Linked DNA regions of Mus musculus: region 2 is linked to region 1. A link is a contact called in public promoter capture Hi-C data. All regions are on one chromosome and are shown on one strand. Each heading gives the region's core, a stretch centred on a gene start, on an enhancer-like site or on the middle of the called end of the contact. The rest is flanking DNA. Distances are from core to core; before and after follow the strand shown. Region 1 overlaps Ccdc13 (coiled-coil domain containing 13). Region 2 overlaps Abhd5 (abhydrolase domain containing 5).

The links. Promoter capture Hi-C pulls out the DNA fragments that hold promoters and counts their contacts.
Region 2: a contact with region 1 is called in a promoter capture Hi-C map of the C10 cell line, with 3 times the contacts expected there. The contact joins two enhancer-like sites. A contact is called at or near these places in 2 of 39 promoter capture datasets (the C10 cell line and liver), 1 of 115 datasets of contacts at active chromatin or transcription factors (stem cell-derived neural progenitor cells) and 1 of 9 other capture datasets (embryonic stem cells).

The regions. Positions count from the first base shown.
Region 1 is chr9:121,818,023-121,820,722 of GRCm38.p6, forward strand. It overlaps Ccdc13 (coiled-coil domain containing 13), which reads right to left. Exons shown (of 16, transcript NM_028384.1): 6 at 2,638-2,700; 7 at 1,473-1,577. Among named protein-coding and RNA genes, the nearest start is that of Gm51698, 16 kb to the left of the region's middle. Within about 2 kb of position 1,344, at least 44 of the 459 cell types and tissues checked have an H3K27ac peak or open chromatin away from gene starts, as enhancers often do.
Region 2 is chr9:122,355,998-122,358,697 of GRCm38.p6, forward strand. All of the region lies in intron 1 of Abhd5 (abhydrolase domain containing 5), which reads left to right. Among named protein-coding and RNA genes, the nearest start is that of Abhd5, 5.7 kb to the left of the region's middle. Within about 2 kb of position 1,369, at least 26 of the 459 cell types and tissues checked have an H3K27ac peak or open chromatin away from gene starts, as enhancers often do.

The sequences.
Region 1 (2,700 bases), core at 94-2,593:
CCCTAATGGCTAAGGATGTTGACTATTAACAGGCGGCCTGCCTGTAACCCCAGAGCTTGAGACACAGAGACAGGGGAGGCCTGAAGCTCTGGGTGTAGGAGACACTGCCTCATGTCTACTCTGGCCTCTTCACACATGCACACACATATATACATTCCGTAACCATTTGTATTTCTTCTTTTCAGAAGTGTATGTGGAAATAATTGTGTATTTAAAATTTGAGTTGTTTGTTCTTTTGCTAAGGTTTTGGAGTTCTTTATATATTCTGATTATCAATCTTCAGAGCTACAGGTGGCAAAGGCTGCCCACACAGCAGGTTCTCATCACTCTGCTGGGCATTTTGTTCCCTAATCCTTTCCGTTTAATGCCATCCTATCAGTTCTTGCCCTGTGTCCCTATTCAGAGGGCCGTGTTCTGTTCCTAGAGCATCGCCAGGCTGTGGGCCTAACACTGAGGCCTCCGATGCCTTTTGAGCTGATACTTCTCAGGGTGAGAGGTAGGCTCTGGTTTTATGCCTCCCCACAGCTGTGCCACATGATAGTGGCAGCCTTTTCTCTAGTATGTGTTTCTTTTACACCACTGTCAAGAATCAGATGAGATCAGGCGTGTTCAAGGTGGTACGGAAGGAGGTAAGTCATTCACACAGCTTCACCAGAGCAACGGTGAGGAGACTTGAGCTCACATCTCTAGGGTCCCAAAGCTTTGGGGGATGTTGTTTCCCTTCACGCTGGCTTCAAGGATTTCATGGATAACCCTAATTTAAAAGGCACCCAGGAGGGTGTAGACTTGATCCCAGGGGATGCAGGTGGCATGCTCGAGGAAGCTTCTGGAAGCTTCTCACTCTAAAGGCAAAATGAGGGTGGAGGTGGGAGTAGGGTAGTAAATCTCGGCTAACCTGTCTAGTGCTCTCTTCAGGATGGCTCCCTGCTGAGGAACCCACCCCTACACATGCCAACACAATCAATCTTGCCAACAGACCAAGGATTCGGGGTTAGGGAGGCACAAGTGTTGTTATCCCCATTACACAGATGCAGAGACTGAGGCACAGAGAGTAATTTGCGTGCCAGTCCACAGGTGGTGAGGAGATCTCTAGGGTTTGAACTCAAGCCAGTCAGCTCTGGAACTGCTTCTCTTAACTACCTGTGGTGTGTGCCAAAATACTTAGAAAATAAAGAGGCAGACCAGGCTGTTTTACTGGCTAACAAAAAGCTTCTGGTATGAAACTGGAAAAAGCATTACAGCAGTCACGCAAACTTAAACGAACTCAGGCAAGCATGCCTGCAGAGACAGAAATGAAACCCAAGGCTGTGGGGCTGGTTAAGAGCCAGGACTGGGCATGTGCAAAGTGTTATGTAAGTGCGTATGCAGGCAATAAACAAATGAAAACCCCTTCACTCTGCAAGGGCATGGTGTGGGAGCCACAGGCCTGCGCCAGTGCCGTGTGCTCCGGGGTCCAGGAGGAGCCCACTCACCCTGCTCTGCAGCACTAGAATTTGTTGAGCCCTTCCCCGCCAGGTCCCAGGTGAGGCCAGCAGCTGCTGGATGTTTACATCTTCCCCAACTTCATTGGCCAGAACCTGAAACAAAGCAAGGCGCTCAGTGTGGGCAGGGGAGAGGCTACCCAGCCCTTCTAGCCCTCACTGCATGGCTCCCAGGCAGTTCTGGGGTGGAGTTCCTGATGGTCCTGATGGCTTTATCTGCATGACCTCCCTCCTACCTCAAAGCTCAGCTGTTAAAGGTCCAGATCTGCTCTGCCTGGGAGGTAGTGAGCCCATCGGGCCAGCCCTTCTCTGGGACACTCCAACACTGTTCTTGCCCCGAGGGCCCCCTGCTCCCTGCACATTCAGCCACCAGTGCCTGCCTCCTTGCATGACTCGCCTGGGATCACAGAATTCTGGAGGGCTCAGGAGGCGTGCTGCACACCACAGGGGCTGGCCTCTGCCAAGTGACTCTTGTAAGTACAGAGAAGTCAACTGAGGCTGCCGTGCTTCAGGAAGACCTGACACTGTGGCCACCAAAGCTGTATGAAGCTAGGCCTACCTCAAGGTTTTGAGGATGAAATAATACCCTCCGTATGTCACCAAGCTGATCCCTATCCAGCAGGACAAGTCTCTGGCCCTTGTTTCCACAATAGAACACTGTTTTGTAATTCTTGGCCAGTCTGAGTGGTTCCAGCAAAGAAGGCAGATGCCAAATTCACTATGTTAATCCAAAACCCTGGCACCGAGCACTTTCCTTGGGAAGGGGCCTTCAGTGCACAAATTCCCTGTTTGTTCCTGTGCTGCAGGTCACAGGTGCAAGGCAGCAGGTGGGCCAGGCAGCCTTTGAGTCACAGGTAAGGCAGCTCACTGGGTCTACCAGGGCACAGGGCAGCCACTGGGGGAGGTACAGAGAAGGCTCCCAGTCCTCTCTCTGCTTGGCAGAGCTAATCTCCTCAGTTCATAGGCAGGTAGTGGGCATCTCAGGGTAGTGGGCAGCCCTTCCAGGAAGCCGGCCACCCCATACCCCAGACAGGACTGACCCAGCACAAGCAGGACTAAGCAGCCCTGCTTTGGAAAAGAAGCCAGTGGGTCATCGGGATTTTCCTGGGACCAACCCTGGTCACACAAGAAGTCCCACACCCTGAGTGTAGAAGACCTTCTGGGCCACACGGAGCTCCTGCTTTGCAGACTGGATCTGGTTGCGCAGGTCACTCATCTT
Region 2 (2,700 bases), core at 119-2,618, 540 kb after region 1:
ACCTAGTAGTTAATTATTCACACCTTAGGGGTGTGGCTTATTTTCATAATATTCAGAAATGTTTGTATTTGAATAGGACAATTAGAATCACACACCTAAATTTTCCTGGAATATTGGAAACAGGATTCTATTTCTTGACCTTAGATGAACCAACCCATGCCCCTCTCTGTTCCTGCACCGCAGAGTAGGTCTGCAGTCACAGACCAGCAAATGCAGATGCCAATCCTGTGACAAAAAACAAAGCTGATAAAATCAGGGTGGGCCACACAATCAAAACATATGCTTCAGGATTCAAAGATGTGAGCCATAGTATTTAACACTCATCTGGAAGCTTTATGGACTTTTGAAGCAGCCTTGAGTAATTGTTAGGTTTTTATGTTAAACGTAACGCCCTTGATTGAGCTACAGAAAATGTGGATAAGCTCCTTTTAGAACTTAAGGAGATACTGCTCCAGCTGTAGAGCAGTGAGTGTGTGTGCTCACGTGCAACTGCTTCCCGTGTGCTTGGCTCCTTTTCTGTGTGAGGGAAGGTAGGAAATGCCATAGAGAGGTTATGTGGGTATGCGTATGCTTGTGGGTATGTAAACTCTTGCTTTTATAGGACAGTGTAATTCTATGTAGCCTAGACTGGTCTCCAAAATCTCAATTTTTTTCTGCTTCAGCCTCCTGAGTGCTGGCATTACAGGCCTGAGTCACACCACTCAGCTTTTAAAAGATTCTAAATTAACATATGGGTGTATTAGAGGACAAGTGCTGTCATGGATGTAGTGGCCAGTTGAGAACCTGAATCCTTTCAGCTTCATATATCTAAAAATGTATTCATCACTTAAATTGTACTTATATGTGACATATTCTTTCCCCCTCTTTCACAAGAATAGGGTTTTAAATTTCTGTTTCCAAGAAAGGATGCCCAATTTGAAACTGTTTAATTCTTCTTTGATTGAAGACTTATGTTAGAGGAGTATGTATAACACCTCTAATTTGTATATTTCTTTTTAAAACCCCCAAAGCTTCATGGTTTCTTTAAATAAGATACAATTCTTTGTTTAGATTACTTAACAGAGAACAATAGTAAGCACATTTTCTGGGCTTCATTATATCAGTAGAAGGATGGCTACTATTTTAAGCAAAATTGTAACATAATGAAATCCTCTTTACTTATAACCTAATTAGAAATGTTACGTTAAGTGCCCAAAAGAGTGTGTGGAAATTGGCCAGGCTTCTGTATATTTTCTTCAGGATACTTTGAAATTTCTTTCACCATTTCACAATATTTATAGATTGTGCAATTCAGGTTTAGTAACACTATAGATAGTCAAATGTCTCAGAGAACAGAACAGGAATTACCAGGAACTTAAGTGTTCATGGCATGAGGAACAAATCCATTGCTAGTGATAGTTACACAAAATTAGGTAGAAAGTTCAGGGGGACATGCAGGATAATTAAAATCAAACTTTTTTTTTTGTAAAATATGTTAATCACAACTACCTGGCTTTCCTAAGAGTTATCACTTTTAGTATGGTTTTCTAAAACTTTCCTTACTAATTTTGTTTCCACTTGGGTGGTTATAGATGTAGATCAAGAATCTTAATTATTTTCTTTTTAAAATTAGATGTTTCGGGGCTTGTATCTTCTTAACCAAGAAGGTCAGTGCCTAGGTCACAGGGCTTTTAGAGAAAATCTTATGGCACACACTGGCAAGCCTTCCCAGTGTTGTGTGTTTACTTTGGGAAAGTTACAGTCTTTACAGTGAATGGCTTTTCTTTGTATTACAGTTGATACTTCCACTCTCCTCTGACATCAGCCCTTGGCGATGGCTAATAGTGCTTGCTTAAATAGGTCATACTTTTCTTTTTTTCCAAAATTGTGTGGAGACAGCTATCTCTGTTTACTGGTCTACAGATAGACCTTGTGGATTTTTACCTAGAATCTGTGACCTCAGAAGAATGGCTCTGAGTCTGTCAGGCTTAGTTCCAGTCTCCACATGCTAAACCCAGGGAATGCCAGACAACTGGATGGCCTCAGAGACCCAGTGGATAGACACAGTCTCCTTGGAGATGTAGTTAAGTTACCTGGCAGACAGAGGAGAGGATTAACCAAGGACTAACAGAGATAGCAAGAAAGTGTGAGGACTTCTGAAGGGTAGGCAGACATTGCTTTTCACTCTATAGGTGTTCGTGGGAGCTGCTGTATGTTTAGTGCCCTGTCTTAAAGAAACAGAATTAGAAGTCAGATTCCATACTCCATCTTACCAGAAATCTGATTAAAGCAAACCTGGACAGAAATTCTGTTTGGACTTAGGGGAAATGCTTTCTTCACAGTTTTATTAGGAATGATTTTTTTTTTTAAATTTCAAATATGCTATAGAAAAAGCTCACTTGTAAAAAACAGCCCTGCATTGATGAAGAGGTAACTACAAAAATAAGAGCTTTGTTGCCCCTTCATTTTTAGTGTAACCCACCTGGTACAAATACTAAATTGAGGGGCAAAAAAATCATGGCTAATTCCAGCCTTTAAAGATTGTTTGTGTAGCCAGGTGTGGTAGTTCTTACCTGCAGTTCCACCACCTGGGTGATAGAGGCAAATGAATCAAACATTTGAGGCCATTCCCAGCTGCTTAGCAATACAAGCTTGGATTTCCTGAGAACCTGTCTCACAAAAAAAAAAGTTTGCTTTGTGGAGTGGTGAGTCAGTGGAGGA